2 separate regions of the Mus musculus genome follow, and region 2 is linked to region 1. Evidence: chromatin contacts called from public Hi-C data. All regions are on one chromosome and are shown on one strand. Each heading gives the region's core, a stretch centred on a gene start, on an enhancer-like site or on the middle of the called end of the contact. The rest is flanking DNA. Distances are from core to core; before and after follow the strand shown.

The links. A called contact is a pair of places that touch in the nucleus more often than the background predicts.
Region 2: a contact with region 1 is called in a Hi-C map of the N1E-115 cell line, with 3 times the contacts expected there. The contact joins two enhancer-like sites. A contact is called at or near these places in 1 of 39 promoter capture datasets (hippocampal neurons), 5 of 484 Hi-C or Micro-C datasets (the G1E-ER4 cell line, the N1E-115 cell line, forebrain and 2 more), 4 of 115 datasets of contacts at active chromatin or transcription factors (embryonic basal ganglia, embryonic stem cells and neural progenitor cells) and 1 of 9 other capture datasets (embryonic stem cells).

Annotation. Positions count from the first base shown.
Region 1 is chr1:62,776,593-62,782,623 of GRCm38.p6, reverse strand. All of the region lies in intron 12 of Nrp2 (neuropilin 2), which reads right to left. Among named protein-coding and RNA genes, the nearest start is that of 4930487H11Rik, 15 kb to the left of the region's middle. Within about 2 kb of position 2,348, at least 18 of the 459 cell types and tissues checked have an H3K27ac peak or open chromatin away from gene starts, as enhancers often do. A contact at or near this core is called in the N1E-115 cell line, where this site is marked.
Region 2 is chr1:62,905,749-62,911,779 of GRCm38.p6, reverse strand. It overlaps Gm35252 (a long non-coding RNA gene), which reads left to right. Exons shown (of 4, transcript XR_865480.1): 4 at 4,474-5,604. Among named protein-coding and RNA genes, the nearest start is that of Gm35252, 48 kb to the left of the region's middle. Within about 2 kb of position 2,994, at least 29 of the 459 cell types and tissues checked have an H3K27ac peak or open chromatin away from gene starts, as enhancers often do. A contact at or near this core is called in the N1E-115 cell line, where this site is marked.

The DNA of each region.
Region 1 (6,031 bases), core at 1,099-3,598:
GGATGGAGTAGCTGGCCATCCCACTTTGTTCCTGGACTTGACTTTCTCAAGCAGCCATTCACATACAGCTCCAGTGGTTAGAAAGGTATGGCCATTGTCATTAACAAAGGCTGTGTCTTCAGCAGAGAATGTATGTGTTCTGGGAAGTCAAGGGTTCACTGTCCAAATGTTTCAAGAATGGCCTTCTTGGCAGACTGGGCTTAAATCCATCTGATACTTATGCAGAAGGCTGAGCTCTTGTTATGGTTGGCAGCACCTTTGCCTCACAGGCACAGGTATGGAGATGGGGAACTCCAGCCTGTGTATAGAGAGCAAACGCTCAGAGGAGGAAGAATTCCCATGATCTTGGGCCCTGAAGCATGGGTCATGGTCTGCTAAACTCCTCTGCAAGCGGGTCAGGGACATATTTTCACTGTGTAACCAACTTAGAATGTGAGCAGGCCAGACACTTCAGGGTCTTGTTAATTTGGTGCTATTTTAGTCTGAGCCACAAGTAGAGGTTCTCAGTCAGTAGGAATGGTGAGTACCTTGGGTTTGCTGGCGTTTCTGGAACAAGCTAGGGTTCCAGAAGCCTGGATCCATGCCCTCTCAGGGAGGGGATCTCAGATTCATTGCTATCAAACCTGTTGGCATTATCTTGTTAGGTGAGGGGCTAAGCCTACCACAGAGCCTCCACCAGCAGCTTGTTCAAGGCAGAGATAAGGAAGGGGAGGCTGCCTCGAGAACAGAGCTTTAATGATGGGGTCTGACGAGGAGGGGATGCTGATAGCATCACCAGACATAGGGTGATCTTCCAGCCTTCTGTTTCCACATCCGATCTTCCTGCTATCACTATTAATGATAATAATTACAACTCAGATTTGCATAATGCCTTTCAGATTACAAAGCACACTGGTACGCAAGATATCACCTCGTCCTTGGTCTATACCTGTGAGCTAAGACTTCCTAATTTTACTTTGCACTTGATGGAGAAACCAAGAAAGGTTTAAGTGTCTTGTCCAAGGAGGAAATGCTGGTTCAGAGGTAGGGAGACCCCAAACTTAAATGAGGGATCCCACACCTTCCTACAGTAAACTCTTGAGTTGCCCAAAAGCATCTTGCCCCAAATCCTTGCAACCCCTCCCTGTCCGAGGCAAACCCTCTCCCCCCTGAGCCTACTGCCTCACAGCCTCACTGACCCTGAAGCCCCTTGCTCTTCCTTTTTTCCACCTAGCCTGGCTCTGCTGCCAACTTCTAACCATTCTGGCACGGGCAATAGTCACCCCCTCCTTCCTGATCTTGCTTACCTTTAAAAGGAGTTTAGACTTTTCCATAGTGACTACCCACTACCTGTCACCCTTAACAGGGTCATGTGTCTTTCCTATATCTCAGATTTTTAAAAAAGTACTTATTTATTTAACATGCGTGTGTATGCTCACATGTGTGCACGTGCTGTGCACAAGAGTGTGCCACAATGCACATGAGGAGGCCAGAGGATTGTTTGTAGAAGTTGGGTTTTTTCTTTCCACCATGTGGGTCCCAGATCAAGTTTGGTGGCAAGCACCTCTACCCGGTGAGCCATCTTCAATCGCCTATCACAGATTGTCTTGCACACAGAAGGTTGAATATCGCATCTTTCTCCTCTCCTTAGTCCGTGCATATCACACTACCCTGAGAAATCTTATCCCATGAATGAATAAATGAATGAATGGCAAACACACAGATGAGAAGGAATGGTATATAATGAGAAGAGAGAATCTGCTAGCCTCTGCCAAGTCTTCAGTTCACACAATCCCTTTGCCACCGACTGTTTTCCTGAGCCAGCAGGCCCCTTTTAAAGATGAGGTAAGCTAATATTGGGGTCACCTGTGGAGGCTCCCAGTAGACTGAGACACCAGTGAGGGTCCCCCTGATCCCCTGCGCTCCTGGAACTTCCAAGCCCTTACCCTTTCCACCCCATCTATAAAGGAAAGCAGAATCGAGAAGTTTCTTATTCAGCTTTCTCCCTTCACAGCTTCACAAATAAGACCCACTTGCTGCCTGAGAATTGCTTGGCGGAAATTCTGTCACTTGTGTGAATTTGCATTCTTAAGCAAAGGAGTCATAGCAGAACGGTTACAACCGGGAAAGCCAAATGTGTCTGGGGTGTGAGATGGCGGGCTGCAAGGATTTTCATCTGGGTCTATCTTATCTCCCGACCCTGTCATTAGAATTCAACCAGGCCAAAGGGTCCCCAGACAACTGGTGCAGTCTCCAGAGCCTGCGTCTTTCTCCTTTCTTCTCTCCTCCCTTCTCTCACAGTAGGCTGGTAATCACTATGCATGATTTACAGGGCCGCGGCAGGAATCGAGTTAATGCTGGTGGCGTGCTAAGCACGAGCAGCTGAAGGATCATAATTCAGCGCTGACATCTGAGCTAATCCACGGGTTTGCAGAGTCTCCAGACAAGCAGGCCTCTGGATTTCACTCAGTTAAATCATTTGTGCCCCACTTGTCTGTTAAGTGCTATGAACTCCAGGGAAGAAAGATGATATGTAAATTTAAGGAATTAGCAGGGACATCAGTCAGAGAGATGCCAGAGCTGCAAAACATCGCTGCCTGTCATGACAGAGGCCTGATTAGAACCAGGAACCGCGAAGGAAAAACAGACCTGGAAATGCACAAGGAAGGGAACCAAAAAAGCAGAGGATAAGGATGATCAAACTGAGCAGATACAGATGACAGACACCACACCACGGCTTTACCCTTAGCTGTGGTTCGTACCCATCCCTGTGCACCCAGGAATATCACCTTTCTCTTTCCCTCATCCTCTCTGTCTCTCTCTCTGTCTCTATCTCTCTTTCCCCTTCCACCCTGCTAAGTAGCTCAGGTTGGCCCTGAACTCATGATCGTCCTGCCCGATGCTCTCCAGTGCTGGAATTAGCTATGTGCCCCCATCCGCATCAAGCCCATTTTCCCTCTGAAGCTCAGAGATATGAGGTCATGCTTCCAGGTCCACTGCTACCGAGTGATGGAAGTAGGCTCTGGACACAGATGGGACTGAGTAAACTTGCTGGCTCCTTGTCACCTGTGGTGGAATCCTGGCTGGAGGCTCTAAGTCTTGGAAAGCCTTAGTCTTTCCATCTGTATACTGGGTATAATAATGGTATTACTGCATGAGGTTGTAAGGCTAAGCCCTGTAGAGCACTTTGCATGGGAACAGGGATATAGCAAGAGCTCAGTCAAGCTACTGATGCCATGCCACACACTGCCTTCCATAGACTAAAGACCACCATAAACCTGGGAACCCAGTGCAAGATACAAAAAGAAGCAGGATTCATCCTGGGGGTGTGGTGGTATTGACATTGACATTCTTTGAAATAAGATGCTTTCCCTTAGAAACCAGCCAGTTCCCAGCTGTCCATCATGTGCCCCTCCCATTGGCACAGGTCTTCTGTGCCAATCTTCAGAGGATGAAATAAAATGAGATAGTGTCTTGGATCGTGAGTGGGAACCCATGTGACTACTAGCACTGGCCAGAGGAAGTATGTGGAAACATCCTGACTCCATGCCACCCACCCTTCCCTTCAGAAAGGGGCTCCACAGGCCACACTGGCAATGTGTTCTCCAGGACACATCCCCAGCTGTCAAGAACATCTCACATTCAGTTTAACACCTTCCTGCTGTCGTGTGGACACACGTGCTCCATCTATCCCTGATGGGACACAGCTCATTTCCGTTCTATGACTTAGAAGCATTTTACTCATAAGGCGTTAAGGAGTCCAGGGGGCTGGGGAGATGGCTAAGTGTATAAAAGGTTTGTCTCACAAGCCTGATGACCCCAGGACGGAAGTAAAACCACAGGTCTACAAACCCACCTGTACTGTACCCCTACAAGTAGGTGGGAAAAAGAATGGAAGTTTCTGAGATAGCCTGAGGTACACTCCACTGAACAAACAGACACTGTCTCAGACAAGATAGAAGGACTGACACCAGGGGTTGTGCACTGTGGTGCATTCAAATACAAACAGAGAAGGGAGAGATGGGGGGGGGAGAAGAGAGGAAGGGGGAGACAGGGAGAGAGAGAAGAAGAGAGGAAAGAAGAAAAGAAGAGGGAGAGGGAGAAAAGGAGAGTGACAGAGAGGGAGAGGGGGAGGGAAAAGGAGAGGGAGAGGGAAAGAAAGAGATAGAGATAGACAGATGCAGAGGGGGGGGGGAGGGAGAGGGAGAGGGAGAGAGAGAGAGAGAGAATATCAATTAAGACCTTTAGTCTGTGCTTCCCCAGGAAACACAACCCTACTCTCTTTAAATGCTCCCTTTCTGGGTCCTTGTTCATGGAGTGCTTCAGCTCTTGAAAGTCCTGACATTCAGACAAGGTACCAAGCTTGGATGTATTCTGAAAGTGAAGACCTTGTAGAATATTCCAGCTTATGGGCTACCACCATTAAATACTAAGAAAGGCCAAGTACTCAGTGCCTGAAAGAATCGTGGGCATGGTCGGGTGGGGGGCAGGGTTGCTTTATGAATTCCCTTGGTCCTTAGGAAGGAACTCTTTTGGATTCCAAGAAGTTGCCCTAATATGACAAGCAGCCAGCTAAGCCCTGGCCCTGGGGGGCGAGGGTGGGGGTGGGGAGGAATCTGCGTTCTTCTGTGGCTGATAGCTAGGACACCAGCAGTGGGTAACTTCCAACAAAAAGACAATGGAAAGGAAATCCACCCAGCTGCTGAAAGAGAACGAAGAAATAAAGTCCCTAAGATATAAAATCCCTGTCCTCTTGGGCCTGACTTATTTAGGAGGCATTTTGCTATGTCCTTGACTCGGAATGTCCGCTGTTGCCAATGACACAGAGCAAACAATCACACGGGAATGAACAACTCAAGTTCAAAAGGGCAGAGAGGAGGTGCAGAGGAGAGGGTCGCTCAGGCACTTCACCTGACGCTGTCTCTAAAAGGGCCTCTTGATATTTCACCTGGCGATTTATGGTCCCATCTGGCTTCAGCTGCTTAAGTGTCCTCTGGGCACGTGACTGGGGTCGGCCCAATTGCAATGGATTCAATTGTGTCTACTCCCCTTTAGCCAACCCCAAAATAAATCACCAGCTTGATCCTCCTGGCTATTGCAAAGCCAAACACGCCATCTGTCCCTCACACGCATCTCCTGGCTAGCATCTTGCCCTCCTACTAGAACAACCATCTGAAAGAATATTTAGTGCAGCAGGAGATGGAGTCTCTTAGTATAGGTCATACTTAAAACATGAGTCAGCCACTCCGCCGGCCTCCCAAGGTCAGTCTATCTCTGCTAAGGTCTTCAAATTAACAACCAGTTAAGGGAAACATTGACTTTGGATGAACTCGGCAGGATGTTTTCAAGGTTTATGATAGAACATTCGGCAGGGATTTAAGGATTCAGCCGGACCAGTCCTTGCAGGCAGCTAGCTACCTGGAGGTATTTTTCGATGTGGTGTGTCAGCTTCCACAGAAAGCTCTGCCATCTAGTTAGTTTGTTCTCAATTTCCCCGTCCAATATCACCCCAGTCTCTCAGGGTTTTCAAGAAAAGGGGGATAACAGCTTCTCTCTGTTTTCATCTTTTCCACCAACAGGGCTGTTTTCCTCCTGTCTTACAAGAGGATCCCCTCCCCCCGCCCCATTCTTTCCTGTTCTAGTTGAAATTATCCCTTGATTATTGCTTGCTTCAGCTCAGCTCGTCCTGTCCTTTAATTATCTATCACGATCCATAGCCCCAGTTTTCTGGCTTAGTATTTTTAAGGGCTATGCCCTAGGCAAACCATAGCCACCTTCCTCCCAAGGCAGTGGTTCTCAACCTGTGGGTCTCGACCCCACCAGAGGCTCAAATGATCATTTTACTGGGGTCTCATATCAGATATCCTGCATATCAGATATTTACACTCTGATTCACAATAGCATTAGATTTAGAGTAATGAAGTAGCAATGCAAATAATTTTATGACTGGGGGGCGGGCACCACAACAGGAGGACCTGTATTAGAGGGTGGCAGCATCAGGAAAGCTGAGACTACTGATTTGACAGTGTCTGAATTGAAAGCTGTCACCTGA
Region 2 (6,031 bases), core at 1,745-4,244, 130 kb before region 1:
TACTGAAGATTCATTCAGTGGAAGATACACTTCTGGGAGGAGGCACCTGAGAACACTTCTCGTCTGAACAGAAACTATGCATGATCCTTTCTGTACTGCCTGGACCGTGACCTTGAGTGTTAGCGACTGTGATTCTGTACTGAACAGTTTTGAGGCTCCACACCCTCACCCTTTGAACTCTAGGAACAGAGGCTGCAGGGCTTTGTTACAGCAATACAAGCATCCTGCCCTGGCCAGCTCTTCAGTGTGAATGTCATCTCATTCCCACAGACGCAGATGGCTGATACACAGCTCAGGACCTGGAGTGATTCTCAACTCTTATCAGACTCAATGCCCTGCTTTATATCATTTATAATGCTCTATATCCTCAAACACTGGACTCCAAAGGTCACAATATTGCTTATTTTCACTTAAAGAAGGCAAGCATCCCAATAGGTAAAGCCCTAGAGAAAGAAATCTTGGCAGTGTCTGGGGGCTGGGACAGTGGGAAGGGACTGCAGAGCAGAATCAAGGCTCTCTTTTGGGGTAATGGAAATAGCCCAGGGCCTACATGGCTTTGTGTTGCACACCAGTGTGGATGTGTATCTATGCCACTTAGCTGTAGCCTTTAACTAATAAACTTATGTCACATAAATTTTCACTTTAATAAAAAAAAAAGAAAGGTTTATAGACTAAGTGCCATTTTAGAATACTCTGACTACTAAAACCATGCAGCCATGGTATTTACCTGTAAATCCATGTGAGGATCTAGGCTTGAATAAATTATGAGCAGTTTAAAGTAGCATTCTCTGGCATTGGACATTCAAAAGCTGAGCTGCATTTTGTCATTTTGGACAATCCCCTGCATCACAGAGGGTCCAGAGTCTATTTCCTGAATGTGCCCTACAGGGGTAGGGTTAAAGTTGAGGACTTTGGCCCAGGGGTGTGACTTTGTCTTCCTAGTTGCTGCTCCAGTCCCCACCTGTCCCACCCCCATCTCTAATGTCCGAGGACCGCCTCACTATCTGGCTCCAGGAATGGCCAAAGGGCATCCTTTGTGAGACCTGGAAGGCGATGCTAATGTATTAAATGCTTTTCTCGTTCTAAAAGAGCAAGCCTGGTACATGTCTCCCAGGTGGACAATCTTAGAGCTGTTAGCAGACACCGGCTTAGCGACGTTGCTACATTTTGTTTTTGTTTTTGAAGGCACCAGCCGCCAAAGCTATAGTGCTTCAATATGCTGTTGCTTTGGCCACCTTTCCTGAGCTTGGGGAGATGTGCTACTGCTAATGCTGTTTGGCGGGGAGGGAAACGGCTGCATGGCCTTTTAGAAACCACTTTCTCCGCTCTTCCTGATTCACCCTCTGCACGCACTGCTCTTGCCAGCCCTTGAGTCATTTATAAGGCCGCTTATGGATAGTTTGCCCCTAGTGATGCCACTCTGTTAAGTCCACAGACCCCCAAGGAAGAAATGCCTGGAGCAGTGCCCTTTAGGGCTTCTAAAAGGAAAATGGGCAGAGTGAGAACCAACAGAGACAAAGAGGGCTTGGCCAGGGCATATCAGAGCACACTCTTATGTGCAGAGCACATCCCTGCTCAGTGTGTTCCTGGGGAGGGCCGTTTCTGCATTGGTTCAGCTGCCTTGGGCTCAGGAGGCCTTGGCCAAGGAGACCCTGGGTGATGGAAGGCATCCAGAGTGGAAGGGAGATTGGGGATACAGAACCCCAAGGTTGCCCCAGAGCTGCCTAGGGGAGCATAAAGGAGGAAACTGGAGAAACCCGGGGATCTGTGAGTGATTTCCTCTGTCTGTCAAAGCTAATGCTTGTCTCAGATGGTTTTGCTCCTAGCCCAGCTTTCTGCCTCTCCCCATCATTTTCCTGAGATGTTTACCAGGAGCTCCAGGCCAGCCACGCGGCAGCAGCCTCATTTGTTTTTATTTAGTTTCTATGAATGTGAGCTGCTTTGCACATAAAAAGAACCAACTGCACGTTAACCACTAACCACCCAAAGCCTTGCGTGTGCAAACTCAGTCTTAGCTCATGCATCCTCATGCTCTGTGGGAGCCGATGGGGTTCAGCTATGTTCTCCTGGATTATACACACACTTCGGTGCCCAGAGAGAGCTCATCCCAGGTACCCCAGCTCTCCTTCTATCTCATGTTGTCTGTGGGACCCCCAATTCTCTCTTATCTGAAGTGCCTTTCTAATGAAACAGTGCACTTTTCCCTATCATGATTATAGTGTATATTCTCCCTAATTGGAATTGCCGTGCTAAAGGTCTGAACTCTGTCGCTCCATTTCACTAGTTATTAGATTTTTTCCCAGAAAGATGCATCCAACAGTGCCCTCAGCAAACTGGAGAATCTCTCTTGTTACCACTGGGTTTTATTTATTGAGACAGGGTGTTTCCTGGACACTTAGTGTCAGCAGGCAACCTGAGAAAAGCTGACTCACCAGACACGGGCCCTGAGCCTTGCCTTATGGCACAGCCGGCCTCCCCAGGTAGTTTCTCCAAATAAGGTTCCTGGCTCACCCGGGGGAGGGCACTTAGTATAAATGTAAATTCCAGGGACTTACTCCATTTTCCTGGATCGGAATCACCAGATCCTCAGGAGTATGTATTTTTAGTAAAAATTTTGGAATGATCAGACCACCATTAGGCAATGGTTATTTCAACTTCCCTTCCTCTCAGCAGGAGTCAGGATGGTACATAGGGATCTGTCTGGATGGTTCTTCTCAGGCACTAGAATGCCTCTCCTGTGAGAATGGTACCATCTCTAGGATGCAGACAAACCCACCAAGTCCAGGCTAGGCTGCAGATAACAACCAAATGGGTGGATCAGATTTTGCTGATGCTCCCGTAGGCGGAGCGCCTGGGCCACAGAGCAGGATAAAAACTCACTCTGGTGTCAAGAGCACTGTTCCAAATTAGTTGAGTGAAGTCGAGCAGCCCTAGAGAATGGCAACATGTGGCTTTGTTCAGGGAGGGAGCTGCGTGTGAGGCACACACGCCCACCCAGTCTCTTCCTGCCATGCAACCAGGCTTCACGAGCTGTTACAGGAGACAGGGATGGCACTGTCTGGGGAAGCCTGCTTAGCAAGAGGCTCACCAAGATAGATACGGACCTGTCTAGATGTTCCGCCCCACATGAAGGGGAACTGGTCCAGATTTGTGGGAGTGGCTTGAGTATGTGGAGAGCAGATGGGCAGGGCTAATTGCCAGCAGTGGCTTCTGGACAGAATTGATACAAGCCACCACAAGTGTCAGATGAGTAGCCCCAGGAATTCTGCCAGGCATGTGACAACCAGCGGTCCAGACTAAGGTGTGTTTATCTTGTGTCTTCAGATGCTGCATCACCCGGGACTCGTGGCTTTAGTCATGCACATCCTGCATCTCTTCCCTAGGCTCTACAATTGGCCAGATGCACACACTGGAGATTGCTGCCACTATGTGGTATCCTGGGCTCAGCTTTTTGCTTTTAATCCTGTATTTGGACTTTTTCTTGGGGTGGGGGAAGAGGTGTGGCATAGCCTTGCACATTAAACCCAAAGAAGGCAAGTGTGTTGTTACATCACTCCCAGAGACACTAATGCCCCGTCGTGTGTGGCTCCCAGCAAGCCAAGATTTTGGGTTGATTCAAGGAGGCAGTCAGGATAGCAATACTTCTCATCCAGGCCCAAGTCGCCACACTCAGTACAGCTTGGAAGTTCAGCATGTACGGTTCCCTTTCTTAATTCAGGAAAATGAACATCAATCTTTTTTTTTTTCTTTTCTTTCTTCTTCTAGCCTGACTCTATGTGTGATCATTTAAGACCAAAGTAGCTGACCCAGTACATGCCACAGTCTTCAAATAGCAAAGTGGCCCTGGGATGAGCACAGATATAGAGTCCTTAGACCTCAGTTCCCAAAGTGCAATTCCCAAGGGCTTGGATTTGCTTCTACCATCGAAACAAGGGCATATTATGTTTTCCACCTACTGGGCATACTGGGAGGGGAATAACTTAGCTCTACAAAGACCATGCCAGTACTGGAGGAAGTACCTCTGACCTCATTTATATGAACTCAAACTGCATGCCATCTGTGCTGCAAAACAGAGGGTGTGCCTCTGTGTGTGTGTGTGTGTGTGTGTGTGTGTGTATAGATGTGTTTCCTCAGAGAACACAATGGTAAGATTTGGTTAAGGACCGAGAACCGAAATAGAAACCATTTGGGAGGAACATCTATTGATCAGCAGCAAAGCCACATTTGGTGTCTGTTTTAAACAGAATCATTAATCATAAGGAATCAAAAGAGAATGGAGGCGAGGGCGAATGCTTCCCACCCTTCGAGCTCCCACTGTCGCCTTTCACAGCAACACAGTTTCTCACGCAGAAAAATCTGTTTTCAGTCTGACTGAAATGTGCCCCTTGAGTCATGAGCGTCTCTATATTTGTAAGGCTCTTCGCAGTTGACAAAGCATTTTGCAAATTTTTTTTCATCTACTTCTATCCACAGGGGTGGAATGACTTCACCCAAGACCGCACAGCTAGACACAAGCAAGCTGGATTGGAGCTCTGAGGGGTCCACGTGCAGTTCAGGATGGCTGCCTCTCCAAGGACCAAGGGTATTACCCTGTAGAGAAGTTGTTGAGCTCAAACCAGGAAAGGGTGATTTTTGTTTTTGTTTTATTTTATTATTATTATTTTTTTTATGTCAAGCCTGTTGTTGGCTTTAGGGAAATGGACAGAGGTACATAAAACATGGGCTCCAGGACTGGCAAACACAAATGGTCAAGTGACTTTTATATCCATGGACAATGAGAACATGAAGATACCAAAGCAGCAGATGATGGAGTCTTGGGATAGTGTCTTCTCCTCCCCACCCCCCATCATGCTGGGCATCAAGGCCAGGACCGTGTGCATAGTAGGTATACACTCTATCTTTGGACTACATCCTCAGCGTTGGCACAGTGCTTAGGAAAAATGATTTATCTGACTCATTATCCTCAAGAGCAGGTGTGTCTCCTCTACCAAAAATGGGCCACACCCCCATTCTTGCTCTCTGTATACTCGGTTGAAAAAGTCAGTGTCAAAATCCAAGAGCCAGCAGCACTGGTGTGGCTTTTCAGAGTTACTGCCATGTCTGGGACACTTGGGTCATCCTCATAACTCTAGAAGCTAATTATATTAATATTCATGGAGAGCAAGAGCCTGTGTAAAGGGGATTCAGAGTTCCATTGTCTCAGCGCACTTTGATATTAAATGAATAAGTAATGTGGATTACATCTAAATGAAATAAGCACGTCAGCATTGTTCTTTTTAAGTCAACAATTTGAGCTTTTTAAAAACACTCATTATTAAAGGTTACAGACGTATTCTTTTTTTCCTATGCTTCAATCAAGAATGTAATATTAATCTACCATTAGCCGAGCAATGCTATTGCTGTTTTCCTTACATCTGGTCCACTCTTATCACCTCTGGAAATAGGAGAAGAGTTAAGATTGCTGGAGTATTACTCTAGGCAAGCTTGCCATTCCTTTGTTCTTTTTGTAAGTGATTATGCATGTATGTCTGTCATTGTCTCCATATTCCCCTGAATTTCTTTGTACAGAGCTGAGCTGAGCAAATAAAGCAGGGCAAAACATGACACCTTTTTTTTTGTTTGTTTGTTTAATTTTTAAATTTTCTTCTCTCCTGTTTACCTTTACCACGGTGCCCCTCAGAGGCAACTAACCATGCAGGGCATAGACTACTTGACTGTACTGCGCGTGAGCTGAACTTCACGTCGGAACGCTGACTTCCCCACTGTTACCACTGACAGTGTGAGCCTCAGTGGGAGGAGGGCAGCCCTCCCTTCACACACAATCAGCACCAGCTGTAGTCCAATTAAACTCAACAGTGAACAGGTGTTCACAGTAATGACTTCCACACAAAAGCACGCTTCCATTTAATACCCTTTACATCCGATACACTAACAGCCCCCCATGAAAGGGGGTGCAGCAAAGGAGCTGGGATGCAGTGGAGGAGATGCGGCAACCCCCCAGACTCCTTCACAATCAGCAGCAGAAGCCCCA